Linked DNA regions of Mus musculus: regions 1, 2, 3, 4, 6 and 7 are each linked to region 5. A link is a contact called in public HiCAR-type and promoter capture Hi-C data. All regions are on one chromosome and are shown on one strand. Each heading gives the region's core, a stretch centred on a gene start, on an enhancer-like site or on the middle of the called end of the contact. The rest is flanking DNA. Distances are from core to core; before and after follow the strand shown.

Evidence for each region. Promoter capture Hi-C pulls out the DNA fragments that hold promoters and counts their contacts. HiCAR-type assays count read pairs that join an accessible place to other places. Capture Hi-C pulls out chosen DNA fragments and counts their contacts.
Region 1: a contact with region 5 is called in a promoter capture Hi-C map of pre-B cells, with 5 times the contacts expected there. The contact joins the promoter of Prps2 here to the promoter of Gemin8 in region 5. A contact is called at or near these places in 7 of 39 promoter capture datasets (the 3T3-L1 cell line, 3T3-L1-derived adipocytes, the C10 cell line and 3 more), 5 of 484 Hi-C or Micro-C datasets (CD4 T cells, CD8 T cells, the G1E-ER4 cell line and 1 more), 1 of 115 datasets of contacts at active chromatin or transcription factors (large pre-B cells) and 2 of 9 other capture datasets (adipose tissue and liver).
Region 2: a promoter capture Hi-C map of second pharyngeal arch cranial neural crest shows a contact between it and region 5. The contact joins the enhancer-like site here to the promoter of Gemin8 in region 5. A contact is called at or near these places in 13 of 39 promoter capture datasets (the 3T3-L1 cell line, cranial neural crest, embryonic stem cells and 8 more), 4 of 15 datasets of contacts at CTCF or cohesin (the NIH/3T3 cell line, embryonic stem cells, large pre-B cells and 1 more), 140 of 484 Hi-C or Micro-C datasets (3T3-L1-derived adipocytes, the AML12 cell line, the AtT-20 cell line and 77 more), 25 of 115 datasets of contacts at active chromatin or transcription factors (DN3 thymocytes, the NIH/3T3 cell line, T-cell acute lymphoblastic leukemia and 17 more) and 3 of 9 other capture datasets (adipose tissue, embryonic stem cells and liver).
Region 3: a contact with region 5 is called in a promoter capture Hi-C map of liver, with 3 times the contacts expected there. The contact joins the promoter of Piga here to the promoter of Gemin8 in region 5. A contact is called at or near these places in 5 of 39 promoter capture datasets (the 3T3-L1 cell line, cranial neural crest, hippocampal neurons and 2 more), 3 of 115 datasets of contacts at active chromatin or transcription factors (astrocytes, large pre-B cells and microglia) and 2 of 9 other capture datasets (adipose tissue and liver).
Region 4: a contact with region 5 is called in a HiCAR-type map of astrocytes, with 7 times the contacts expected there. The contact joins the promoter of Tmsb4x here to the promoter of Gemin8 in region 5. A contact is called at or near these places in 10 of 39 promoter capture datasets (the C10 cell line, HPC-7-derived erythroid cells, cranial neural crest and 6 more), 5 of 484 Hi-C or Micro-C datasets (cardiomyocytes, embryonic fibroblasts, embryonic stem cells and 2 more), 21 of 115 datasets of contacts at active chromatin or transcription factors (T-cell acute lymphoblastic leukemia, astrocytes, bone marrow-derived dendritic cells and 17 more) and 2 of 9 other capture datasets (adipose tissue and liver).
Region 6: a contact with region 5 is called in a HiCAR-type map of astrocytes, with 4 times the contacts expected there. The contact joins the promoter of Fancb here to the promoter of Gemin8 in region 5. A contact is called at or near these places in 9 of 39 promoter capture datasets (the C10 cell line, HPC-7-derived erythroid cells, cranial neural crest and 5 more), 3 of 115 datasets of contacts at active chromatin or transcription factors (astrocytes, differentiating embryonic stem cells and stem cell-derived neural progenitor cells) and 3 of 9 other capture datasets (adipose tissue, embryonic stem cells and liver).
Region 7: a contact with region 5 is called in a promoter capture Hi-C map of erythroid cells, with 14 times the contacts expected there. The contact joins the promoter of Pir here to the promoter of Gemin8 in region 5.

Annotation. Positions count from the first base shown.
Region 1 is chrX:167,380,590-167,384,663 of GRCm38.p6, reverse strand. It overlaps Prps2 (phosphoribosyl pyrophosphate synthetase 2), which reads left to right and starts at 1,915. Exons shown (of 7, transcript NM_026662.5): 1 at 1,915-2,194. The coding sequence starts at 2,073.
Region 2 is chrX:167,237,863-167,242,033 of GRCm38.p6, reverse strand. It overlaps Tlr8 (toll-like receptor 8), which reads left to right. Exons shown (of 3, transcript NM_133212.3): 3 at 1-911. Among named protein-coding and RNA genes, the nearest start is that of Tlr8, 24 kb to the left of the region's middle. Within about 2 kb of position 2,498, at least 4 of the 459 cell types and tissues checked have an H3K27ac peak or open chromatin away from gene starts, as enhancers often do. A contact at or near this core is called in embryonic limb bud and second pharyngeal arch cranial neural crest, where this site is marked.
Region 3 is chrX:164,418,111-164,421,872 of GRCm38.p6, reverse strand. Piga (phosphatidylinositol glycan anchor biosynthesis, class A) reads right to left here and starts at 2,093. Exons shown (of 6, transcript NM_011081.3): 1 at 2,033-2,093.
Region 4 is chrX:167,207,201-167,210,839 of GRCm38.p6, reverse strand. Tmsb4x (thymosin, beta 4, X chromosome) reads left to right here and starts at 1,622. Exons shown (of 3, transcript NM_021278.2): 1 at 1,622-1,734; 2 at 2,789-2,903; 3 at 3,305-3,639. The coding sequence starts at 2,804. The coding sequence ends at 3,339.
Region 5 is chrX:166,169,106-166,172,778 of GRCm38.p6, reverse strand. Gemin8 (gem nuclear organelle associated protein 8) reads right to left here and starts at 2,325. Exons shown (of 4, transcript NM_146238.4): 1 at 2,229-2,325.
Region 6 is chrX:164,978,485-164,982,177 of GRCm38.p6, reverse strand. It overlaps Fancb (Fanconi anemia, complementation group B), which reads right to left and starts at 1,586. Exons shown (of 9, transcript NM_001146081.1): 1 at 1,368-1,586. It overlaps Mospd2 (motile sperm domain containing 2), which reads left to right and starts at 1,803. Exons shown (of 15, transcript NM_029730.4): 1 at 1,803-1,963; 2 at 2,115-2,184. The coding sequence starts at 1,955.
Region 7 is chrX:164,266,934-164,271,052 of GRCm38.p6, reverse strand. Pir (pirin) reads right to left here and starts at 1,622. Exons shown (of 10, transcript NM_027153.3): 1 at 1,376-1,622.

The sequences.
Region 1 (4,074 bases), core at 666-3,165, 1.2 Mb before region 5:
TACGTAATAAGGTTAATTCATAATCATGTAAGCAATGTAGAGTGCACATAAATGAACCAAGACAGCGGAACATCATTAAGCATTATAATATTAATGGTGTGGTCTGTCATCTGAATCTTTATGCAGCATATACTGGGTGTAGCTTAAAACCCACTGTAGGTAGATTGTTGCTGCTGCAGTTGTTTTTGAGACAAAGTCTCACTATATAGTATAGGCTGGCCTGGGATTCTTGGTCCCCAAGCCTCAACCTCCCAAGTGATGAGATTAGTTATATCATCACCTTGGCTCTTTTAAGAAATACAATAGGATATGTACATCTCTGTCAGCAGAATGAAAAGGAACAGAAATGCAATGGGAGTAGCGCTTTGGAGAACCACTGGGGCAGTCAGTGGAGTTTCAAAGGAAACCCTTTCATAAATTCAATTTGCTTGGGTTTGAGGAACCTTAGGGGATTGGAGAGACACAGTTTCAACAGGCCAGCTAGCCTTCAACTGAAAGACCCGCCTGCCTCTGCCTCTGCCTCTGCCTCTGCCTCTGCCTCTGCCTCTGCCTCTGCCTCTGCCTCTGCCTCTGCCTCTGCCTCTGCCTCTGCCTCTGCCTCTGCCTCCAGAGTGCTGAGATTAAAGGCTGACACCTTTGCAGAGTTCAAGGAAGGGCCCAGAAGCAAATCCCCCAAAGATACGGTCAATCTAAATACTCTCCCAAACTCCAATCACACAAGAAGTGCCTTTAGAGTGGGCTACAATTCAAGGGCAAGTAGTCTTTGTTGTATATGGCAAGCCAAATTTCAGTAGACAGTGGTAGAGCCCAAGCAACTATCTGGCCAGGTTAATCTGTCTCTGAAAGCTTTTAAGAAATGTAAGTCAGGATCACTAGTGCTCCACTCGTCCAGGAGCTCAGGATGAATCTCCTTTCCTTAAGTGTGCTTTGTGCCCAGCGATTGGCGATTGGCTCTGACACTGCATTAGCTACTTCAGAAATGCTGAGGTGGGGGTTGAGGGCAGGGAAAGCAAAGGACTCTGGGAGAGGGGGGTTGGTTGCCGCAGCAGGGGTGGGGGTGGGGGGTGGGGGAGTCTGACTCTAGAGAATCCAAGGGACAGGAAGTTGTGAAGAGAGCCTGAGAGCCAGCCTATCTACATAAAAACGAGGACTCAGAAGGAATTGGTGAGAGGCAACTGACCACTTGAAAATACGCTTTCCTCTTGTGGCCAAGCTTAGGGGTCAAATGGTGGCTGTCATCAATGACTCCTTTACAGAGCAACACACATTTAGGAGCTAGACGGTAACATGTTCAGGTTTTGTGGACCAAGAAGCAAAAGACAAGAAAGAATGTGGGCATTTATATAATAAGAAAAAAAAAAAAAACCAAAATTTTCAGCTTTTGTTGAAAAAACTGGAAAACAAAATATTTGAGCTAATTTTGTAAAATATACATCTAAATTAAATGACAGAGAAAGAGAATTCTTGTTGGTGAGAAACCCTTTTCTTAGTCCATCTTCAAACGTAGTCTATATCACCACTTCAAGTGCAAACATGCTTCACTCCCGTGTGCAAATACAAACCGATGTGTGGGTCTGGCCTATGTAGACACGGTGTGCACTTGAAGCCCAGGTATCACCTCTGGGTTCTGAGCTTCCGGGTTGAAAGGCTGCTCCTGGCTGTGAGGCACCACATGGCCCTTTCCTGCAATGGCTCACTGTGCCCACTTTATCTGGTTGGTTGACCTCCCCATTTAAAGGCAAGTCAGGAAGTCCTATGTGGAGCCTGGAGCTCCCCTACGGAGCAACTGTACTTGGGTGCTTCGGGACCACCCAGAGCTTCAAACCCAGATGCCCAGCCTGCGTGGGCAGAAGCAGCCTCCCAGCACCCTCCAGCGACTCTTCAGCTGCTCCTCCTCCCTCTGGCTCCTCCCCCGGCCCTCCCCTCCCCTAGATCCTGCTGCTGCGTTTTCCCGCTTCACCAGCAGCCCAGGCCACCGCAGCAGCAGCAGCAACAGCCGCAGCAACGGTAGCAGTAGTCTGCATCGCAGTCCCTTTCTCCTTCTCCAGCGCGCTCCTCAGTCCCCGGTCACCATGCCTAACATCGTGCTCTTCAGCGGCAGTTCTCACCAGGACCTGTCGCAGCGCGTGGCCGATCGCCTGGGCCTGGAGCTGGGCAAGGTGGTCACCAAGAAGTTTAGCAACCAGGAGACCAGGTGGGAGCCTCGCTGGGGCTGAGGCAGGGGCCAAAGCATGCCCAGGCCAGCTCCGCGGGCGTCATGCTCTCCCTTCCGGGGCGGGACGGCAACAACGCGGCTGCAGAGCCAGGGCGGCTGCGCCAGGGGAGAAAGAAGTTCAGCAAGGGACCCCCAACCCCCACCCCCAACCCGGGTCACCCTGGAGTCTCTACGCGTATCCTCTGGCTGTTAACCTTCTGGTGGCTGGGCCTCCAATACCCGGACATCGGCGACCTGTCGACCCTTGGGCACCCCAGGCCCCTCTTTTGCACCGGCTCGCCTGGTGTCTTCAGTCCGGAAGGACAAAATCGGGGCAGTTACAGAGCGTCTGGGAGAGTGGGCGCAGTCTGTGGGCATCACTTCGGTGCCGGGAATGGTGGGGGCGGGGAGACATCGGTGGATCCGCCCGCCCCAGTTTCCAACTCTCTGCCAGACAGAAACCCAGAATCCTGCATGGTTGAAAAGGCTCTGCACGGGTCCTGGGCACTGGGTTTATCCCAGGGAAACTTTCGAATGCCACTTCCAGCCGCTGGCGATCAGAGTACTGCCAGCTGCTCAGGTGACTCTCCAGAGCAGCAGGCTGGCCAAGCGCTGCCTTATCCAGAAAGGTGGGTTTGTGCGGGAGTTAGGCAGAGCGTGGGAAAGCGAGACGCACGTGTTGAGCGCTCGCACCCTTCCTTTAAACTTTGTTGCATCTATCATTGCGAATAGCTTCTTTGTGTTTGTGGAGCTTAGCTGCGCACAGCAACAAGACCCCAGTTTGTTCAAAATTCCACCGGTTTCTCACATTAGCAAAAGGTGCCACCAGGCAGGCGGAAGCTCTCCTCAGCTTAGACTAGGGATTCCTTGTCCTACTTGCCCAAAGCCAATTTCTTTTCCCGAATTCTATTTAGCACAGTTAACCAACTATACAGTGCACAGTGACAGATAACCGTTCTATATTTAGTAGCGCACGAATTCATTCCGCAAGTTTTACAGAAAAAAAAAAAGTCATTCTCCGTATTTACAAAAGTTAACTTAGAAACGGATTGTAGACACAAACGTCAAAACTAAAACTGAAATTTCCAGAAGGAAGCACAAAATCTTGATGATGGAATGAATCGAGAATTTGGTTGTGAGATTAAGGGCATTTTTTTTCCTTTTGGTTGTTTTATTTTGGTTTGGTTTTCGTTTTCTGGGACAGACTTTTGCTATGTATTTAGGCTGGTATTGAACTCACCCAGGTAGTAGTCCAGGTAGGCTTCGAACTCACAGGAGAACCCTTGTTTCTACCTCCCAAGCATTAGAATTTCGGGTGTGTGTGTCATCAGACCCAGTTAGATTAATATTGATGACAAAGATGATTTTTTTCTAGAGGTTATGTGAATCCCGTGTGACCTTTTCTAGGTGGTAAACTCCATTTACACAGCTTGGGTGATAATAGAAGAAACCTGTGGACAATTCAGGTGAAAGAACTGCCACTTTGTTTACTTATTGACATTACATCCTGATTGAAGTCCCCCCTCCTCCAAGCCACCCCCTAAAATAAATTAATTAATGGGGGAACAAAAGGAAGTAATCCAAACCTTCCAGGAGTCGGCAACAAGAAAACAACAATGAAATGAACTGTGACATTGAATTAAGAACAGTGAAAAATTTATTTTCATAAGTTAAAAACAACAACAACAACAAAAGAATGCCACTCTGGGGTTGGGGAATGTAGTTCAGTTGGTAGAGTTGCTTGCAGGAGTTTGCATGAAGCCCCTGTGCAGCATCAGATCAGGATATGCTGGCACACACTACGTTCTCAGCCCTTGGGTAGAAGAAGCCAGAGAAGTGGGAATTCAAGAGCATCTTTGGCTACATGAGACCATGTCTAT
Region 2 (4,171 bases), core at 1,249-3,748, 1.1 Mb before region 5:
TCAGCTTCTCTTGTGTGTTAGCCAAAATAGAAAAGCTCATCTCCCTGCTATGTGAACTTTCCCCAAGGCAGCTTGTTTCATCAAGGCCAGCGAGAGGGGACGCAGTCAGTCTTTTGGTAGTGAATCAGAAAGTGACAGCCTACCACTGCAGTTGTATTCTATTTGGTAAAAGTCAACCACAGATCCTACCAGCTCCAGGCACCAAGTATCTCAGGTTCAGGGAAAGCTATTGAAAACCAGGGTAATAGATCTAGGGGCCTCTCAGCTAAGAGGAAAGAGTTCGAGATAAGTGATCTGATCGTCTGAGTTAATCGTTATCCATTTCTTTGGACTGAAATTAAGAGACGGCTTGCCATCTTGGTCACAGATCATCAATACTGGGAAAGTCAAATCACATGGGCAGTCTTAGCAGGCAGCTTATTATGCCTACTTTTCAATCCCTAAGAACATTTGCCACTGTATCTAATGATCTTGATATTAAGATGCTGGTGAAGTTGATACATCTATGACTGTGGGGTTATATTACATTGTGATTGCATTAATTTTTCCTTTACAATGACATTTTAAAATCTTAAGTTTTGAGACTATAACTACATCATTCCCTCTTTTATCCTCTCTCCAAAACTTCTCACATGCCCCACTATGACTTTTATAAATGCTGCCTGCAATATTTGCTTTTTAAGCTTTTGATGTTGCTTAAACACTGAAAAGGATATTTTTAAAAAGCCTTTTAATCCTAAATCATTTTAAAGGTATTCGTTTAAATGAAAAGCTTTTGGGGGTATTTGTTATTTCCCATTGGTGTATATTTTCAAATGAATGATTAAAACGTCTTCATTTTACATGACAAATGTGTGATAAATCTGTAGTAGAAAACAGAACTCTGATATAAAAGTTGTCATTTGCACTGATTAGTTTTAAGATTCCTTTTTCATTACTATTATTTTACACCCCGACTGCAATTTTCCCTTCTTCTTCTTCTTCTCCTCCTCCTCCCTATTCCTCCCTCCACCCCTCTTTACCCATCCCCATTCCGTCCTCCTTCATTTCTCCTCACAAAAGGGCAGGGCTCCCAGCCGTATCAACCAAACATGACATATCAAGTTGGAGTAAGACTACACACTTTCTGCCTTAACCTTCCTTTCGTATTATGGCTGGATGAGGCAACCTAGTAAGAGGAAAGTGTCCCAAACACAGGCTAAAGAGTCAAAATACAGCCCCTGCTCCCACTATTAGGAGTCCCACATGAAGACCAAGCTACACCACCATATATGCAGATGGTCTTGCTCAGGCTCCCTGGTTAGTGGTTCAGTCTCTGTGAGCCCCTGTGAGCCCAGGTTCGTTGACTCCATGAGTTTTCTTATGATGTTCTTGACTTCTCCAGCTCTCCAATCCTTCCTCCCTTTCTTTTGCAGGATTTCACATCTTCTTTGACCACTGTATTAATTTCATCTATCGTTATCTTCTGCACCTGAGATCCTCTCTTCTATCTCTTGTATTCTGTTGGTGATGCTTGAGTCTGAATCAGAAAATGATAGCCTACCACTGCAGCTGTATTATATTTAGTAAAAAAAAAAAAAAAATCAACCACAGATCCTACCAGCTCCAGGCTTTGAGATTATAACTACATCATTTCCTCCTTACTTACTGGCTTGCTTCTCCTGCCTTGCTCAGCTTGCTTTCCTATAGAACCCAGAACCACCAGCCCAGGGATGCCCCCACCCACAATGGGCCCTCCCACCTTGATCACTAATTGAGAAAATGCCTTACAGTTGTATTTCACGGAGGCATTTCCTCAATTGAAGCTCCTTTCTCTGTGATAACTCCAGCTTGTGTCAAGTTGACACACAAAACCAGCCAGTACAACAAGCAACACATGCTTTAAACCACTGAGCCATCTCTCTACCCCCTCAAAGTGTATACTTTTCAAAAATATAAAGCATTTCATTAAAGAAATACACCCTGAGGTATTTTCCCGGTGTTTTACTGCTGAACATTTGGATTGCTTCCAATATTTTGCCATTGGAAGTAATCATATAATAACTATGTCTTTGTGTTTATATGCACATTTTGATAAAATAAAGTAAGATTAGAACAATGATTTGCAAAGGATCGTCTGAAGCACTGGTCTGTGAACTGAGTATGCATGTTCTATCCTTGGGGGTGGAGGGGTGGGGTTTCAGCTGCAGATATTGGGTTCTCACGGCTCTTCTAGGCATTACTCTAACAGGGACTCCCACTGGTAGCTCCAGCTCTGCATCAGGTTTCCTCGTGGTCTCCCAAGCAGTGAACAAGATCCTTTGTAACCTAAGAAGGGGCTGCCACGCCTCCATGGCTCTAGTATTATACACACCTGCAGAGTGAGTACCACATGGGCATTGCTAGGGCTAATTGCTTGTGATGGTTGAATTGCGTGATGGTGAATTGAGTGATGGTTGAATTGCGTTTGAACCCACTTGAACCACAGCTGAAAACAAGCGAGCAGAGGCCAAGGTGGTCCTGGGCAGTGAGCCTATTCTGCCCTTTAAGGCTTGCCCTTTAATGTTGCTGGGATGGGAGGGGCGACCTTAATATTCTCTGAAATGCCTTCGTTCTGATGCAGAGCACCTGGCTTTATTTATGCTGATCTCTATAACTAGCCAGTTGCTTGCAAATACTCTTAACAGAACATTTCATTCTTTTACATGTACTGGCTGCAAATTTCCCATTTTATGCTCTATTTATGTCTTAATTATAATGTTATTTACATAGTATGTCAGTCCTTTACCCACTCACCTTACCATAAATGGCTGTATTAGTTACTTTTCTCTTTGCTGTGACTAAATCACTAACAAGAAACAGCTTAGAGGAGGGGGGACTTGCACTGCATTCTAAAACCATCAAAAGGGATAAAATTAAAATAGCTTAGGTAAGTTTTAGTCATTACCTTAAACCAGTCATAAGAAACTATTCCTTAAACCATTCATTCTCAGGGTGCTGGAGAAATGGCTCAGAGGTTAAGAACACTGACTGCTCTTCCAGAGGTCATCAGTTCAGTTTCCAGCAACCACATGGTGGCTCACAACCATCTGTAATAGGCTTCGATGCCTTCTTCTGGTGTGTCTGAAGACAGCAACAGTGTACTCACATATATAAAATGAATACATAAATAAATAAATAATTTTTTTAAAAAGAAATCAAGGTTTTAAGATACACACTTAGGATGCTCTGAGAACTCCTGGTTCAGCAATATGTTTAGGTCTTCATTGTCAATACCCTTGAACTTAAAGCCATAACATCATCCACTAATTCCATGAATACCAGAGAAAGTCCCAAAGCATTCTCTTTAACTCTGACCTTGAGATAAAAGAAAAGGGGATTGAGAAACCCTCAAAATGTACTTAGCAATCCACTGTCTCCCTCCTTATTCTCAGTGGCCAGAAGGTTGATTGTGTCTAGGCACTATAGAATGTCAACAGACTTGGATGCTATAATGTCGATCCCACAAGGCTCAGCATCTGGGCAAGAATTACAAGCATTCTTATCTGACTCTTGGGCAAATGCTAGAAGTAAAAGAAAAAAGAAAGAACTTGTAAAAGCACCCTTTCACGTGCTCAGACTTGCATTGAAAGTCACCTTGAGAAGTGATGCAGGTAATTATTAAGCTTTATTTAGCCTCCTGCTTTGTATTGGCTACATGTACAATTTGGAACAGATAACTAGAAATGGACATAGATTGTCTAACCCAGTATACTTAGTAGGCCCCTGCCCTTCAAACCTGTCAGAGTTCTACTGAATACAGCATTTAAAAGCTTAAATTTGAGATTCTTAAAATGATAGAGACTCCCACATCCCAGCAGTGACACCCTCAAGGTCTCCAAGAAGATACGGACACAAGAAGAAAGGGTTCCACATGGACTGTAGTATGATAACTACTGAGAAACCATTGAAAAATACTGCTCCATTGCCTTGCCTGATGCTGAGGCCTGTCCTGAACTGTGGACAAACAGGGACACTGGAAATGCCTTGAGTTAAGACAAAGCAAGGTCGGTCTTCCAAGTTCCTCATCTACAGGAAGGCTTCTCAGATTGGCCAGGCCTGGGAACCGAAGTTTCAGTCTACCCTGGAGCCTGTGTCCCCAATGAAGCCATCAACATCACAGGAACCTAGTGAAGTGACTAAGTGATGGGTA
Region 3 (3,762 bases), core at 844-3,343, 1.8 Mb after region 5:
TATGAAAGGTTCGATGGCTTTTACTTCTGGAGTTATCATACAGCTACTAGGTTAGAAGGACATGGGGGAGACAATGAGAGGAAAAGGGCTTACAAGCTACATGGAGAGATAGGGACCCAGCCACCTCTACATTCTTACCTGCGCCCAATTTCTAGCCAGACCTCTAGCTAAATGCAGCCTTCTACAGAAACCCCTGAAAAGACTCATAAAAGTACCACTAGCTAAGTCTAGCAGATTCCAGAGTCATGAAAAATAGCAAAAAGGCTGTTTTATAGCACTGCCTTTTGTTCTGGGTTGTGAAGCAGAAAAGGATACTAAAACAGGCTAGGATGTGAATCTAAGTATACTGGCACATTGTCTATTTTTACGAACAAATTTTTACAGGAACCTGGCTTGCCCATTCACTTATATTCTGAATGGCTACTTCTGTGGCTTTGAAAGAAATCAGATGACCCACAGAGCCTAAAATATTTACCATCTGGTTCTTCACAGAAAATGTGCTGATTAGGGCTGCACAGCTTAGCTAGTGACCCAGTACATCCCATAAGGCTCTGCTGGTATTATCTCTGTGGTTTCCTTTAAAATGTACCTGGAACTAGAGCTTTCTTTTTAAGAACACCCTCTTCAAGTGTTCCCTAGAGCTCATGCTGAAGACAATCTGGCTTCTCCTTCCTTATTCAAGGATAGCTATGCTTAAACTGCTCCCTTCTCTTTTCAGAACCCTTCTTTTAATTATGGAAGCCTTTCCCCTGAGCACCCTTTCAGTGTAGACCCTGAAAGGAAATGGAACAGGACACAGGCTTTACATGTGGGCTCTTTCCTACATCTAAGGCTAAGAAAAGTTCCCTTTAGGAGTTCCCTAAAGTGATGCTCATATGAAGTGCTCATTCAATACTCTGTTCTATAGATGCTTAGACTTTTAATGCCACAGCTTTAGAGATCTGGCAAAAATCCGCCTTAGTTGAGATCTACAAGTCTACAAAGAACTCAATGGAGGATTACTATCCTAACTCTCTGAGTTTCAGCTCTCACCTGCAACTACATGTGTCCATTTTCTCCCACAAATTCACCTACATTTAAAATCGTCTCAGAAATTCAGAGGGAGGAGGCAGGAAAGAAAGGAGCACGTGCTTGGGAGACAGAGAATTGAGGGTTCTAGGGCAGGGTAAGACAGCTACATGGGGGCACCCGGACACATAAACTGGAAAAAAAGAGGAGGGAAGACCAAATTTACAACCAGTAAGTAAACAAATAATGGAAGCAAGAAAATATGAAGTTTGCAAAAGGGGAAAGCAAAGCCTCAAGTGGCTAATGCTGTGCTACTGTCATGTGTCATCTAAACCTGGTCCTTTAGTCCTATCCCGTTTTAAGAAGTGAATGATAAGAACAGAAATAATGAACCAAATGAAAGTATGTGAAAATACTCACTGAATCTTGGCTTCTATAAGTGAATAGAGGCTGTAAAATCTGGTCAATTCTCTCTCCAGCCCTACATGCTAAGCGATCTGTACAACTTCCCTACCCAAGCCATGTAAATGACAAAGTCAAGAAGTCCTCAAAATTCTCAATCGTGCCCAGGGAACTCCCTTATTAGTAGAAGCTTCTGAGGATCCTTAGAGGGGGCTCGGACAGGGCTGAGAAATCAAGAGAAGTATACTTTAATCCAGTCCCAAGGCAGTGCACACGCACTCCCTGAGAGGCAGCTCGGGTGTACTAGAGCCAAAGAGGATCAGCCCGGGTCCACCAGCCAGCACCCCAGGATGAGACAAGATCCGGCCAGACCCAAAGGGACTCGGAAAAACGTCCTAAGATTCCAGTCACTCGCTCTACTAAACTCAGTCTAAGAACCAGTTCCAACCCTCAAGGCACCCTCAATCCCCATTTGATTACGGAGACCCACGGACCCGACTTCCGGGCCTCAGATAGAGTAGGCTTCACCTCCTCCACAGCCTGCCACGGTCCTGTGAGAACGGCACAACCCCATCCAGAGAGACCGAGAACGTTAGAAAGGACAGCCAAGACGCGTACTTACCCTCCAGTCCCATGGCCGCCACTGTCCGGACCTCCCGCGGCAGTTAACAGAATCCCGCCCCGCTGCTCCAAAGCACCAATCAGAAGCGTCCGCGATCCGAGCGCCGCGCCCCCATGATAACCAATCACACAGAGGTTCTGAATTACGTAGAAGAGAGACGCCCAGTCGGGCCCAAGTCTCTAGCGCGGGATTGTAGCGTCAGCGAGCGCAGGAGCACGTCTCCTAAGAGCTGCGGAAGGTCCCGGGCGTAAGTGCCCTGGTTGCTTAGTTACTGCGTCTCTTTTCAGGAAGCCCGGTCTCTCCCCGCCTCCTTCCGGTTAGAGAGACCAGGCGGGGCCGGGCCGGGCCGGGGGCTGGGGGGAGGAGCGGGAATGCGGGGAGGGCGGGGATAAGAGGAAGGGCAGGGTAGGGGGCGGGGAAATCAAGGCCAGGGCGTTTCTAGTCAGTATGGTACCACAGCCAAACCAACCACATCCATTCTTGTTATTCTGGCAGGATTGCTAAATGTGATGCATAAAAGTACAAAAATAAAGAAAAATCACAGCAAGTCAAAACTAAACTCTGAACTTTGAATCTTAGATCTACATATCTGTGCGTGTCCTAAAGACTGAGGACTTTCCTTTTAAAAGTTCAGATTTTGTTTTTGTCTTACAACTCTATGGGGGGGGGGGGGTGTCAGGGAATCTTAGGTATAACCTGAAACGCTCCCGCTCAAGCTGCTGCAGTCCTCAGCCAAAACTGTCTTGCGGTCTGGAGCCAGATTGTGCTTGGCCAAGAAGACAGAATCTCTCGATTGTTGTAATAGTCACCTGCTCTTTATAGTTGGTACCTGCAGATTCCCCAGCATGGCCATTCCTGCATTTTCTAGAATAAATTGTTTTCTAAGCAACAACACCATCACCATGACTGGCATCCACTTGAAGCTTGTGGTAAAGTTAAGGGTATTTTCTAAAACAAAACAAAAAGTTGTGCCAGGTGTGGTGGCGCACGCCTTTAATCCCAGCACTTGGGAGGCAGAGGCAGGCAGATTTTTGAGTTCGAGGCCAGCCTGGTCTACAGAATGAGTTCCAGGGCAGCCAGGGCTACACAGAGAACCTGTCTGGAAAAACAAAACAAAACAAAAAAGTTGTAGCAGATTTGAACTGTAGTATTCTGCCTGAACGACCACAAAGCATGCCTTCAAAGACTCTCAACCAGTGTGTCAGGACCCCTTTGAGGTATCCTGTATAGGAGGTATTTACATGACGATTCATAATAGTAGCAAAATTACAGTTATGAAGTAGCAAAGAAAATAATTTTATGGTTGTGGGTCATCACACCACAGCATTAGGAAGGTTAAGAAACACTGCTTTAGAGAACGTTCTTGGAAGCCACTAGAATTTGACTAAAATATTGCTGTGCTGGATATTCTGATGATAAGGTATGAAGGCAGCCAATGCCAGTTGTACTATCAAATAGTCTAAAAAGAAAAGATGTCAAATAAAGTAGTCAGCATCTTCCCTTGAAATTTAGTTCTTTGCAAATTCATATGTAAATAAGCTTCCTTGGATAATTTTAGAGTGGGAGGCACCTCACACATGTAGTGAAAGCTGGCTGGCTATCTATATGCAAAGTACACAAAGAGAAAACTTGGCAAGAGTACTATTTCCAAACCAAAATGAAACTGAAGCATATGGAACTGTCTATGAGAAAAGGAATTGCTAAGGGAAATATGTGGGAAAAGGCTGGGA
Region 4 (3,639 bases), core at 373-2,872, 1.0 Mb before region 5:
CTAGATGTTTACAGATTCCACTCTTCAGTCTCCTCTGGCCGCATAACTTCTGTAAGGGCTAATCTTTCCTAAGGCAAACAGGCAACCAGGGTCAAGGCGATAGCATTCCTTTGTCATAGGAAGACACGTACACGGTGACAGCTGAGTGAAGGAAGGGACACTGGAATCCAATGACCCACCGAAATGGTGTCAGTGTAACTGCAGCTGCCAAGCAGAAGTCAGAAATGCACCCTGCAAGATGTGTTCTGTGTTTCAACAATGCAGTGAACTCCCTCCAAGTGGACATGGGGAGAGAGAGGATGTGTTACCAGAGAAGTGACATCTAATGCGCGCTCAAACAGGTCTAGGGCCCCATCCAAAGGGCAGAAAGGCAGTCTCCCAAGTAGAGCATTAACTGGGGAACCACATGGGTCACCTGCTCCTCCCTACCCCCATCTCCTTCCTCCCAAGTAAAAGGGAAGTAGATGAAGAAATGGGGAAGTCCAAGCTGCTCCAGCAGCGGCAGTTTAGGGTCCCTAATAACACTTGACATTACCAGAGAGGCAAAGCCTCTGCCATAAAAATGCTTAGCAAAGGCTTTCTGGAAACATCCCTCCAGGGCACAGAAAAGGAGAAGGAATGTTTTATAGTTCTCTGTGTCTCAGATATAATCCCAGCGATGCCCTTTTAAAAATATCCTACGGAGCTACCTCCAACCACCTGCCACTTGCAGGCACAAGCTTGGTATCTGTAATTACTTTTTAGTAGCAAGTGGGTCCCTGCGACTTACGGACTCAGGTGCCATTTTGAAACCGGCACATCTCTACCTGAATCGTCCACATGTGTTGCAGGGAAAACCTTCCCTTCAAAAGCTAGTTCGCGCTTCAGCTTCAATCCTCAGATAATAGAGCTGATGGACTTGTGGTCTTTGGGAATCCTTGGCTCCCATTAGCAATCACTTTTAATTGATGAAAATAAGAAAAGGAAAATGAACTTCCTTATTGTCAGTCAGTAACAGAAGTTGACTTTGACTTAATTTTGAAGGGGCCGGCTGTGTTCTCTCTGAAGCCCCCTTACACCTAGCAAATGTTAGGCACTTGACTCGATTGCTCACGGAAATTATAGCAAACAATACAAATGCTGCGGCGCTAAAACTTTTCTTTTAAAAATCCACTCAAGGATCCTTTATCGCCCTCTCAAATCAAGGGGGAGACAAGCGAGGGAGACAAAGAGGGCCGGGTGGGGCTGTCCACTGGTCTGAAAGCTGAGTCATTGGAATCAGACCCCAGCAGCTCTTGTATGAGGGACACCTCACCCTATCTTGGGGGCGTTGGCTGCAGACAAAGCCGGTTTCAAAGTAAAGAAAAGCCTGTCCCCTTAGGTGCCACTCAGGCCATTAGTTATCACGCATTGAACCTTAAGAACAGGTTTGGGCGGCTGCTGCAAAAGTTCATGATAATAAAATAGACGTCAAATGGGGGGGAAAGCATTTTGAAGGCGTTTGTTCCTTTTCTAGTTCCGCCATCGATGTGGTTCAAAGGCGCTGGTGAATGGGGATGTGGGGGTTGGGAGGGGGTCTGACAGCCTCCGAACGCCCTTCCGGAGATGCGGCGCGAAGGAGTTAAGCCGGACTACGAGTGACATCACCTCATTTGCATAGAAGCACACATAAAGCGGCGTTCGCCGCGCCCCTCCCGACAATCCGCAGCGGCTTCTGAGCAGATCAGACTCTCCTCGTTCGCGCAGCTCGCTCGGGTGAGCCCCAGGGCCCCTTCCTTCTGTCCTTCCCTGCCTGTCCAGCGCAGGCACTTGCCCCTCATCCTCCTCGTCCTTAAAGCCAAGTCCAAGGCATGGTAGTTTCGGGGAATTGGGGGGGGGGGATGCTAAACTCTTCCAGATGCCGAGTAACGGGAAGGGGAACTTGATTAAGAAAGAGAAAACCCCATAAAATTGGGCATTCTGTTGCGCAGCTTAGAGGGGAATTGTTTTTTTTTTCTCCTCGACCCTCTCTCCGAAATATTTTCCCTTGCCTAGCTAGCTGTAATTAATCAGAATTAGAAAGATCCTTTGTTCAAACGCTCTGTGCTCCCCTTAATCGCCTAATGGCTTCGAGGGCTGTTATCTGTGGCGGGTTTAACCTTCCCGGCCTTTAGCGTGAAAATTCGGAAGCCCTTGCAGACGAATGTATGCAAAGGCCGTCAAAAGGCCCCTGTATGCAGATCAAGATGCTTTTGCGAGAAGTGGGGAGGCAGTTTTGTGTGCCAAGGCAGCATTGTTGGACTAGAGAGAGGAGAGGAAGCGAGTAGGGCGGTGGTCGGCAGCTGGCGGCGTCAGCTCCCCCGCCTTTGTGAGGAGGAGAAAGCTGGACCGCCTGGCATCTTTTGGAGAGCAAGCCCTTCTAGAAAACGGAGATGCGTATTGCGACCTTGGCTCCTTTTTAAGAGATTTTACTAGACTTTCCCCCACTTAAACTGGAAATGGCTTCGATCTATCCAGACTTTAATTTTTTCAAAGCTGCAATGTTAACATTCCGCAATGGTGAATTTTATTATACGGGAATACTCACCTTTGACTATTTCCACCTTCGTTCTTTGAATCTTCCCTTTGGGAATATTAAGGGGGAAGATTTTTTTCCTATAGAAAGAGGAAGATCTTTAGAGAGGACTCGACAAGGAAAGCACACAGAGGGAGAGGCAGTAGGATTTCAGGCTTTGGGCTTTCCGGCGGGGTGGGGGTGTGCTTTTGGAACTGGGAGAGGCGAGGGTGGGTGGCTCTTTCTTAGCTCTGGTCTTGGCTTTTGTACCTGCAGCTCCTTCCAGCAACCATGTCTGACAAACCCGATATGGCTGAGATCGAGAAATTCGATAAGTCGAAGTTGAAGAAAACAGAAACGCAAGAGAAAAATCCTCTGCCTTCAAAAGAAAGTAAGCTGTTCGCCCCCACCCATTTTCAGAACGGGCTGGGCGGGAGCAGAGCAGAGCGGGGAGCAGCGGCCGGGAGGAGGAAGGGAGGGGCAGCAGGGAGGATGGGGGGGGGGGCTGCGGGGGAGGAGTCGACAGTTTGATGATGATGAATATGGCCTGCAAAGGTTAATTAAAAACTGTTTTGCAGTCAACAAGCGCCGGGCTCTAGTGATTTAATAATGGAATATTTCATATTCCATATTGTGCATATACATTTATTGGGTAACTGTACTTCTGTTTAGCATGTCTTGCTTAGCGAGGCTGCTATGTGTCTTTCTAGAATTTTTATAGGGTTTTTAAATGGAAATCATGTCATTTTATAGAATGCTCTAAGTCTCCTTTTTTTTTTCTTTTCTTCACAGCAATTGAACAAGAGAAGCAAGCTGGCGAATCGTAATGAGGCGAGCGCCGCCAATATGCACTGTACATTCCACGAGCATTGCCTTCTTATTTTACTTCTTTTAGCTGTTTAACTTTGTAAGATGCAAAGAGGTTGGATCAAGTTTAAATGACTGTGCTGCCCCTTTCACATCAAAGAATCAGAACTACTGAGCAGGAAGGCCTCCCCTGCCTCTCCCACCCATCTGATGGTCTGGCTAGCAGAGAGGGAAAAGAACTTGCATGTTGGTGAAGGAAAAAGCTGGGTGGGAGATGATGAAATAGAGAGGAAAATTCAAGATGGTCAAAGATGTCCTGC
Region 5 (3,673 bases), core at 1,076-3,575:
GGCTACCTTGCCAGCTCCCCAAACTCCATCTTCAGCTGGACACAGGGCCTGCTTACAAGCATATAGCAGCCGACTGTGTTTCCATCTCTAACAGCCACCTTCAGAGCTGAAGATGGAGGGAGACAAGTAAGTATTATTTAACCCCGTTCACTTTCTCAAGCCGAGGCTCCAGTTTATGCTTGCCTGGGTGTTGCATTAAGTGCTGTTCCAAGGCAGGCATGGGGCGGGGTGGGAGGAGACTGAAAGGGTATAGTTAACAATTCTTGCCACCTCCCCTGCCCAAATCACATACCACTCATGGAAAGGCACTGTTTAATTTATCAGCAAGGGTGATAAAGATTTGTGAATGGTTTACTTTGCAATCCTGCAGAATCCTTTATGTGGCTAGTGTCGATCAGAAATCAACTAGAAGCCCAAGAAAGAGCAAGATACTCTGACTCAGAAACACCACAGGTAACGGGGAGAACTGAAAAAAACCAGGACAACAGAGGATGACGACAGTGATAATCTGGTTCAAAAGAAGAAACAGATGGTGTTCGTCTCATTTCAGGCATGTGTTTCATACAGCATATCTGAGTGTGACCATAAAAAAGTCAGGGCCAAACACAGCACACACTCAATTGCTGGCACAGCAGCAAAAATCTTGAGTAATTTGGGTAGTTAAGACCACTTTTATCTTTCCAGTGAATTATTTTAAATTACTTTCTATAAACATATTTCTGATAATTCTATGCTAAATTCTTTTCTGCATACTGTACTTGCTCCGGGCACTTATTTGGAGGGATAGATGCTATACTTTATTCCTTTTAGAGGTCCCATTTTTCTTCCACCAGAGAAAATAACAGGTATAATCTCCTGCCTTTGGGGGCTACTGGAATTGTTGAGATTGTCTGTTATATCCTGATAATATTCTCTCCTACCCGTGCTCCCCCAAATTATTAAGGGGCAGTAACTAAAAACAACAATCAGTAAGAAGTTCCAAATGTCTAAATATATTAATATATTTCCAGTTCATCTGGCCTTAAATGTTACAGTCTGCATCTGATTGTCCAAGTGCTTTATGAGTGGATTTCCCAACATAAAGAAGTAATTCTGAGAGTTCTATAGTGTGCTTGAGAACTCTTATCTAACCTCTAGCTATGTTTAATTTCCTGCCATCCTTCTTATCTTAACTTCTCCTTAAACGCTGGACTTGAAGAAACACCAATAAGCCTCTGCCATCTGTAAAACAGTTTCACGATGGAAACGCCTGCCTCTCTGCAACTTGGGTTGATTTTTCCCCCCAGCCCAGCAGTCAACAGAAGGGATCATACACTTTACTGTGAACTTGCACGTGTTAGATTTACCCAAAGCATATACACATGGTTTCTCTTTCCACTGCCATCCCAAAGACACTGTTATCTTGACGAATCATGCTAGCATAAATTGTACTTTCAAACAGTATCACAATCTCACAATTCATAGAGGCTTTGTGTCTGTAACTTTTAGTCTTAAGATTTTGAGTAATGTTCTGGCTTTTAGTTAAAAAACAACAACAAAACAAAAACCAACAAACAACCCCCCCCAAGCAAATAAAAACCCCAACAACAGTGGAGTCCAGAGCCTAATTTGTGCAACGAGTTTGTAACAATCATTTCAGAAAAAAAAAGGGAAAATGGTTCAGAACTCTGGCTACCCACAGCAACTGTCAAATGTTCTTAAGATAACATCAACTAAGAATTCTGACCTACAGAACTCAAAAGTTGCAAGGGGGGCGGGGGAGAAACTCAGGTTTTTGTTGTTTTGTTTTTGTAAATGAGCCAGTAGCTTAGACATCTCTGCAGAAACGTGTCCTGACAGACTTCCTGCAACATTGTGATCCACAGCACGTTTGAATTACACTGTGAGTTAAAACAAAACAAAACAAACAAAAACCCCAAACCTTCCCATGCTTGAGCCTCACTTCTCAAGATCTGAACTGGAATAGTCTGAGGTGGGGGCCTGGGAACAGAATTCTCAGCAGGCACCCAAGGATTAGGAAGCACATAGGGCTTGAGAGCATAAATTAGAACTAGTTTTAACAGTCTGTCAGGGGTTGGGACTCTCACGGGTCTAGGCAACCTCCTCGTGCTGCCGGGTGATGGTAATTAAAGCCACAGCATGAGCGCCAAGCCAGTACTCCAAGCTTCAGGAGTCCGCCACGCTATTCCCTTACTCCCCAAAAGCAACCCATCAGCCCCCGAAGTCACCTCGTGGGCACGCAGCTGGCAGATCTCGGGCGGTGGGCAACAACGGACCTAGCTCTGGTGGTGGGGAGGAGGAAGGGGCGGGAGAAGTGGGGGAGTGACACAAGGAGAGCGGGAGGCTCGGGTTGCCTGGGCAACAAGGAGCTCGCTTCCGGTACGGGGCTTGAAAGACGGAAGTCCCGCCTTATCCGTGACGTAACGTCGTGTCAGTGGCTACACAGAGTCAAGGGCGGCACAGGAAGCGAATTCGTTTGTTTGGGCGGTCCCGGCAGCTAGCTATTGGGCACTAGGGGATCAGAACTGAATTGCACCCTCAGCTTTCGGTTATTATTATTATTATTTCTTCTTTAGCTTTTACTTTCTTTTCACTTTCTTAACTAAAATGGAAGGTGAGAAATTGTTTTGAAAATACAGATTCACTCAGATCTGTGTCAGCTTGACATTTATGAACCTTAATTTGTACCTAGTGTTTCTGTCATTATAATCGTCAGCAGTACATGCCCTTCTAGAGTTGCACAAGAGTCCTTAGTAACCAAAGATGAACTACTAGAAGGCCAAGTGGGCTTATTTGGCAAAATGTGCCATATTTTGCAGGAATTTATTACTAGGAAAACCAGATTTGGACCAGATGCATGGTTATTCCAAAAAGTGAAAATAGGAAACAATTTAAATGCCAAAGGCTAAGATAATTAGGCAATGTCAGTAGTGGGACATTATTACCTTATCATTCCTGTAATATTGGTGAATCAAAGTAGTATAAAAGAATATTTAGCAAACATATACCAGATGTCTACTATATGCTAAGTATCTGCAGTGTCTTGTAGCTTCAAGGCACACGTGATTTTGAGGTACTTAAATGTGAGAATTTTCGATGTGCTTAACTAAATTCCACAGTACATTTTAAAGAGTTAATATTGAAAAAAAAATACGTGAACTGTCTAGTTGTTGTTGACACTGTCTCACTTTCAGCTGGGTCGAAGGTCATCATCTTGCCCTGGCTGGTTTGAATTCCCAGAGATCCACCGGTCTCTTGACTGTTGGGATTACAGGCACGCGTATCAACAAGCCTGCCTTAACTAACTCACATTTTAAGCAATCTTAACCTGGCAGTGGTGTAGCTTCATTGATAGAATGTTTGTCCAGCATGAATGATGCGCTGGATCATTCCTTTATAACATCTCACATCTGGGCATATTGGCGCATCTGTAATCCTAGAATTCTGGGCATGGAAGCAAGGTTGTTGTGGCTACACAGTGAATCTGAGGTCAACCTGGGATGCATGAAGCTGTTTGAGGAAAAAAAAAATCCTTGCCTTAGGGAAGGAGAATTTACCTTAAATGAAGAGTAAAATGAATTCCATGTACATATTTTAATATTTATGTACATATTTTAATAATATGTACATATTTATTAATCTGTTCAATAGAACATGAAATTATATATGTGGC
Region 6 (3,693 bases), core at 337-2,836, 1.2 Mb after region 5:
GATGTGCCCTGCAATCAGTGCATTCCTTTCTTGAGATGGGAGACCCTCCTGAAAGCCCACAGGAATTATAAAGCTGCAATATGCAAAGCAGCAGCAGAAACTAGAAAGACTGCCTCAGCAGAGTAGAAGGTAAGAACAACTCCAGAAAACTATCCTGTGACATTCATCTGTGTACCACGCCCGCGAGAGCACGCACACACACACTCGAGCACCCCCCACACACACACATGGGTATAATGAACAAGTAATTTATGAAACAGATGACTACAGATTTTAACCCAGCAATGAACTGAACTGTGTTTCTTTGGCAACTGCATTTCCAACCTGACCCCATATGAAACAATACTACAACCGGGAAATATATACTGCACTCCTATTTGCAACATAAAAATTAAGAACTTGAATGATTACCATTAAGAAAATAAACAGATGGAATATCACACTACAGTTAAAAGGAATGTAATCCTTACCATGATGGTTGACTTTTAGTAAAGAATATGGGTATCAAAGTAGGGAAGTGGGAGTCTAGGGGAGCTCGGAGTTACTCAAATATTTTTATGAAAGTTTTCAAACAAACTTTAAACAATGTGTTCAAATTTTCCCATAAAAACAAATATTGAAAACGCTTTGGGAAAAGATGTTAACTGCCTTTTTAAGGTCAACCAGCTACAGACTAGGTAAAACGTGGGTTGTCCTTTTTGGCAGAGGGGCAGGGCTGCTGAGGCTGGAACTTGAGGTCTCCAGCATGTGCTGGACCTGTGATCGACATCCCCAGTGCCTGGGAAAACGTTTTCTCTAATTGCCAGTACAAGTAGTCTTCAGTGTTGGTCAGTTTTTAAGAAAGGCAGCATTGTTATGTTCAACTAAGCCACCAAAGCTAATAGTTTGTTGTAGTACTTTATAAATCTAAGCTTTCACCAGTCTCGGCAATGTTTGCATTTCACCCTGGATAAGTATTGCGACCTGTCCTGCAAGCTTGGCAGCATCGTTGGCTTCTCCCCATTAGAAATCAGCTACACTCCCATTCTAGAGCGGTGACACCCACAAATGTCACTTACATGGCAGGAACAAGAGTCTACCCCCACCTCGTTAAGAACAAGTAACTCAAAATAACATCTTTCCTTTTAACTTTCTATAACCACTTAACTCAGAGTTCAAAGACGGTTGCCTTGTGAGCGTCTCCCAGTCCACAACTGTGGTGGTTATACCTGTAACCAGGATCAGAGAGACTGACACAGAAAACTCATGTCTGAGAAGGGAGGCCAACCTAGGCTACAGACCAAGTTGCCAGCACTATAAAGCCAGACACCACAGCCAAAAGAAAAGAACCTTAACAGAAATAATCGCCGAATATAGCGAATACTCACAATGCAAGTTATCTGCGAGCGGTCAGGAGAAAACCAAACCAAACCAAAACCAGTTCTCCAAGGCTGCCAAATTGCCACGTTCCAGTTGCACCAAAGGACTCCAAACCTCCCGCCCGCGCATTGCACGCTGGGACAACCGGCCCAATAGTTGCCTGAACAACTCAGGCGGCAAAGCCTGCAGGAGGTGGTAGCCAGAGGGGACCTGGGAGGGGCGGAGCCTCCGAGGGCTGGAAGCAAATGGCCAGCTGAGCTGTAGGGGCTGAGCTTCAGGGAAAAGCATCAGAGTGCTCCAGGCTACTTGGGGCGGGACACCGGTGCCAGGAGGTCGTCGGAAGGCGGGGTTTCTCCTTTAGAGAAGCAAGTGGGAGCCCAGCAGAGCACTTATTCCCGCCTCTACCCCGGACAACACTATGGGATTGGACAGTGTGGAGGCACTTCCTTCTACGTTCCGGTGTCACGCGACCCCCTCCCCCCCTCCCTCCCTTCTTGATCTACCTTTGGGCTGGGCTGGCTGGTGATGAGACACTTGGCTGCAGGCTGTGGAAGGAGCGACGGGTACAACCACAATAGGTTCCGCGACTGTGACCATGGCCGAGGTGAGCAGCACCTCATCGCTGCCTGGGCCGTGAGCCTGGAAGACAGCTTCCAGGCCCAGGGCCCGTGCGCTCCGGTGCAGGTGAGCTGTGTTGGGAGTGATCTGGGTAAGGACCGAGAGCATCTTAAGGTTTTGTTGTGTCTCCTATCCAGAATAACGCTCAGAATAAAGCCAAGCTAATCTCAGAGACCCGGCGGAGATTCGAAGCTGAGTATGTGACAGGTAAGCATGCTTTCTGTGACTTAAAGTGGGGTGTGCAGTGAGCATATCCAACTTTTACTGGTGTGTTTGTGGGTGTTTTGACGGGAGATGTTAAGAGACCTTTCCAACCTTCACTGGAAAGATGCTGTACATGTTTCAAAGGTTTTGCCATACTGTGTGCGCTGCTTTACTTGGGCAGATGGTGGGCTTCCTTTAAACGGTTAGTGAAAGTTAGAAATCAAAATGCCTAGCATCTCCTTATATCCATGGGCCTCACAGGCTATGAACATATTGGCCAATGACATAGGTGACACTGTTCAGTTCATGGCTCCTTCGCTGGCCTTTCACCAGAAAACGAACCTGGAAACTGCCATTGTACTGTTGCCATATAGTTTGTACATAATTTGGTAATCCAGTTCCTTTTATTTTGCTTAATTCCGCTTCTTAAAACCAAAAGTGCTACGCACAAGTTCTCGCTCCACACTGTACTTAAAAGTTTCTGTAAGTGCAGAACTGGTTTATTGGTTGAATAATCTGGTCACTGTCATAGAATCTTGTCAAGTACTTAATCTGCTGACTTAGTGCTTGTACATTGTTTTTAAACATTTGGAATAAGTTGCCTTGATTGATACTAATGTAGCCCCCTTCCACAAAATAGCTTACTTCCATGTTCCGAGTTCCTGTTTCCATATCTATGAAATGCAAGTAAGGTTAAGAATTAAGTGAAGAAACGTGTATCAGACCATCAAGTGTGGAACTAAATCCAGTAGGTGGTCAATTTAGATTTTGCCTCAGTCATTGGTTACCATGGAAAGAACTAAACTGTTGTATTTTGATTGTAGTGCTTGGCAGAAGAGTCATACACCTTTATACTGTTCTGTGCTATATATCAGTTCATGACCTAGAACAAATAACTAAGTCCATTCCAAGTAGCCTGGCCCGTAAATCTTTTCATGCCTCCTGGCCAATTTTCTTCATGTACCAAACTTTGTACCAGAGAGTTGCAAAAGCACTCTATTAACTTTTAGCACAGAGATCTTATTCATGTCTATTATCATCTCTGGTTACAGTAAAGAAGTACTTCTAAAATAACTTTCTATAGGAGTATACTTCATCGCTATGTGGTTTATAGTAAGTTGAGATATAACTCATAACTAATGAATTGGCCATTCTACAATCATCATTTACTTATGCTCAAGGAAACAAGCAGAAAATAGATGAATTATGCAATCTCCAAGGTCTTAAAAGGTCACCGTGATGCCACTGTCTCATCTTTAAATGAGGGAAGTGATGTGTAGTACGATTAAGCAATTTGCTCAGAATCTCGGGTGTTAGAGTCTTAGCTTGGCTTGCTATTCAAGCCTTTTGGATTTCAACTTTAGTAATCTTTCAGCAACGTTGTGATGTCAAATTAGATCATGTCATTCCCCAGCTTGAAACCCTTCACTGTCTTCCCACTGTATGTATTTAGAATAAAGTCCCCATTCTTCTCAGTGGCCTACAATTGGGAAGCCATATGTTTTATAGCTC
Region 7 (4,119 bases), core at 373-2,872, 1.9 Mb after region 5:
CTCTAAAGTCCGTGGCCATTTTTAAAAATTCATCTCTTAATAATATTAAGCATGTTTACAATGCGGGTTTTTTTAATCATAGCAACCCTTTGTTCCCCTTCCAACTCCTTTCAGACCCCTGCTCCACATCTCACTCCCAATGTAATCTTGTATTTTCCATAGCCTACTGAGACTAAGTGATGCCCATTCTTATACGAATGGGTGTTGGGTCATCTACTGAAGCATGGGCATCCTAATAGGGGTCAGTTCCTTAAAGAGAACTGACACTTCCTACCCCAGCAGCCTCCAACTGCCCAAGTTCCTCAGTTAGGGGTGGTACTTCGTGGAACCTTCTCCCATCTGTGTTGGTATTCTTACTGGCTGACTTAATTTTATGTAGATCTTGTGCAGGTAATTTTTTAGGCAAGAAATCTTTGAACTTCTTAATAAAGTCCTCTAAAGCACAGACAAACCATTTATGAAGTACCCCAGGCAATGGAACCGATGATTCAGGAACAACACATATACTACATTTATTATTCAAAAGTGTTCCATTATTGATTGAAGTCTAAGTCCTAACCAAGGAAATATCACACAACAAATACAATCACCCCCCCCCACACACACACACACACACACTTCTAACTTCAGGTGTTTGCAGACAAGTAATTCCAAGCCCCAGATCTGATCACCATATGAACTCTAACCAATCCTTCAAAGATTCCTTAAACTAAGAGAAGCACTTTAATAACAGGCAGATTCTGGAACTGGACACCTCAGATTTACATCTCAGTTTTGCCACATTCCAGGCTGCTTTCATTTGGGATGCTGTGTGTCTCAGCTTTTCCATCTATACAATGGGATTAAGAAGCGTCTGCCTCAAAGGATGTAAATAGGGCTGTAAGAAAGTGAGCTGCTGTTCTTTATAGGGACTCAACATAGAAGCACCCTTCAGTTTGTGAAGGCAGATCCTAAAACGGATCCTCTCTAGCAGGCAAACAACATGCATCTATTGGGCCATGAAATGTGGGAGACAGAAATGAACTTCTGAGTCCAGCCCCGTAATCATCCACACATAAGCGACTAGTAAGTAGTTTTGCCTCCACCTAATTTTTCTGGCTTCTTCCAGACTCCCACATTTAGGCCCTATACACAGGAACAAGGATAAAGCAGTTAACTAATTGCAGTGTGTTGCCAAGAGAAAAACCAAGCTATCATCTCAAATCGTGGTGGCTATTTAAGCATTTCCCTCCCTCAGCTCCCCTCCGAGCCCCAGTAGTGAGCTGGGAAAGACAGCATCATGAAAACTGGTCGGAGCATTCCTCCCACCCCCAACACACACACACACACATACACACACCACTCTCACGAGGGCTGAGTTCCCCAGGCCACTCACTGGGCAGTAGCGCAGGCCCAGGAGGGAGGCCACAGTCGGAGGTGCCTAGACTCCACAGCGGCAGGGACACAGCAAAGGGAGGACAGGTTTGCGGAGCGCCAGCCGTCAGTCAGCGTGACTCAGCGCTTTGTTGCGGGCCTCCAGAAGGCGGGAGTCTCTAGGTCTCAGGGGCCTTGGACCGGGGGACACACCCTTTATTTACCCTGGGTTTGGATTCTCTGACTCCGCCCCATGGCTCTCTGGATCTGCCTTTTGAAAGTCGGTCCAAAGAGTGATGCGCACCCCGGCCTCTTGGGGGCGCGCTGCCCGCCTCCCAGGAATGTATGGGACACTCAAGTGCTCTGCAGCCCCTTAGAATCTCTTGGAAAACCTGTCCTCACTCAAGTCATCTTGTCACCCAACGCTTCGTATGAGCAAGAATGTTTTCTAACCACTTGTCCCGTTTGGGGGAGTGACTCAGCCTCTCTATGCATTATCCCCAGTGAAATGAGCGTGGTAAAGCTGACAGGACCAAGACTGTAAGGCTGTAATGAGAATGAAATGAGCATGTCTCCGCATAGGTACTACACAGTTATCTCTCATAAATAAATACGCTTCTTGCTGTTTGCCAATGAGAATGGGGCAGAGGCAGAGCAGATGTAAGAACCAAAGAATCTCTGTTCCTGCTGAAAGAGAAGGCACACTCTAATAGGGAATCATAGAAGGGCTTGAGTTTTGTTGGGCTTCAAGAGCAGGCCTTAGAGAGTTAGCCTCAGGAGGTGAGGGTTTGTCCACAGCCAGGAAGCAATCTAGTTTTCCTAGGACTTTTAATCAGAAGACAGGCTACCATACGCAATGTTCTTTAGATACCCGGAAGTTCATTGTCTTTTCTTGGAAAAAGAGTGAAAGTGATGCCTCTTTAAAAAAAACAAAACAAAAACAAAACTACGAGCCTGGGAAACTGAAAAGGAATAAACAGTAAATGTCTTTTTACTTTCCAGCTCTGTGGGTCTTCCGTGGAGACTGCTCCCATTTGCTTTTGTAGCCAGAAACAGCCAGAGACAACGCCTGCTGAGTGTGGTGGCTGTGTTTTAATAAAAATTTGATTTTGGATAATGAAATTAGAATTCATAAGATTATGTTTTGAATTCGTACAATTCTCAGCTGTCATGAAAGTCTTCTTTTGACTTTATATTTCAGCTGGTTTTTGGGGGGCATGGTTCCCCATATCCCCGGCTGGTCTTACCTCCCTAGAGAGCCTAGGATAACCTTGAACTTCTGACTTTCCTTCCCACAGTTCCCAAGTGTTAGGGTTACAGTGAAGCATTCACCAGCGTGCCCAGTTTTACATGGTGCTGGAGACTGAACCCGGGGCTTTGTGTATTCTAGGCAAGCAATCTACCAACTGAGCTAGATCCCCAAGCTCTTCAACCTCAAGATGTGAAAAGGCATTCTTACCTTTCAGACTACAGATTTCTGCTGTAGAAGAATGGGGAAGTGGAAGAACAAAGACTTTTCCTTGGTGCTCAATTGGGCAGAACACACTAAAAATGGGAACAGTAGAGAGGAAAATATCATGGCCTTTGTACAAGGATGACATGCAAATTCATAAAGTTGCACTCTCCCCTCCCTGCCTCAATTCATGGCCACACTTGGGTGTATATAGTCTTTTCTTGAAATGGCTATCTGTCTTCCTTAATGCCGATACCCAAATCTATATTAAAACGCATTCACAATAAATTCTGTTTTTTAACTCTTTTCCCTGAGCTTTTCATATCAGTGGGGTTCAAACTGACTCTGCCTACCTTCAGCAATTCAAGACTAACAGATTATGCATGCAAACTTCAAACTGCTGTGGACTAATAAGGTATTGGTACTTCCCATCTGTAATTATTTCTGAAATAGTTTCCACATAAAACAGAAGTATGAACACCCTGGCTGGCACATTACAGACCATATAAATAAACTGTCTTGTATTTCCTCAACCAGTCCAACGTTCAACCAGGTGCTGGGGCTTGGACTGCAAGCTTTGCCTTCACACTCTTTCAACACAAAAGCCTGTGGATTCAGAGAGTTCAGCGCATCCAAACCTTCCCATTTTGAAGGCCTCTATCCATCTTCCCCAATCACCACCCACTCCTCCTGCCTTCAGATTCAGCACTGGCCAAACCATTTTTCAAGTGGCAGGCAAATAGAAAGCAAATGCCTGGAGCCCTCAGTGGCTTCTCACTGGCTTGGGAGAAAGTTCTTTGATGTCTTTGAACGTTCTCAGCCCCAGCCACTTGTGTGGCGGTGCGGAGGGATGAACACACATACACACCTGTCTCTTGTTAATTTCCTGTGCCTGTCTAGAACTTGCCTTACTTCACTTTCACTTCACTTTTTGGCTCTTGCTTTCTATGTCATGCTCTCTGGACAACCTGTGCTAATTGTTTCCTCAAGTCTAGGAGGACATTTGACCTGAAAATCACCTATATATTGTTTTCTAAGGCCATTGTTTATTGATTTTTTGGAAGATCCCCTTTTCCTACAATGGGCTGAACAGTAGCTTCTACCTCACAAGTTCGTTCTGAAATATGACTCCGACACTCCACTAAAATATGCTGGTTACTCCTTTTGCTCTTGGGTCTAGGTAGAGCTTGTGGCTGCCATGACCAAGTCAATGTGCCATTTCTGAGGGAATCTCTGAAATGACCTGGCAGGTGCCACACCCTGCTTCATGGAAACCAGCTGCTCTTTAACACAAACCACCTTGAAAATGGATC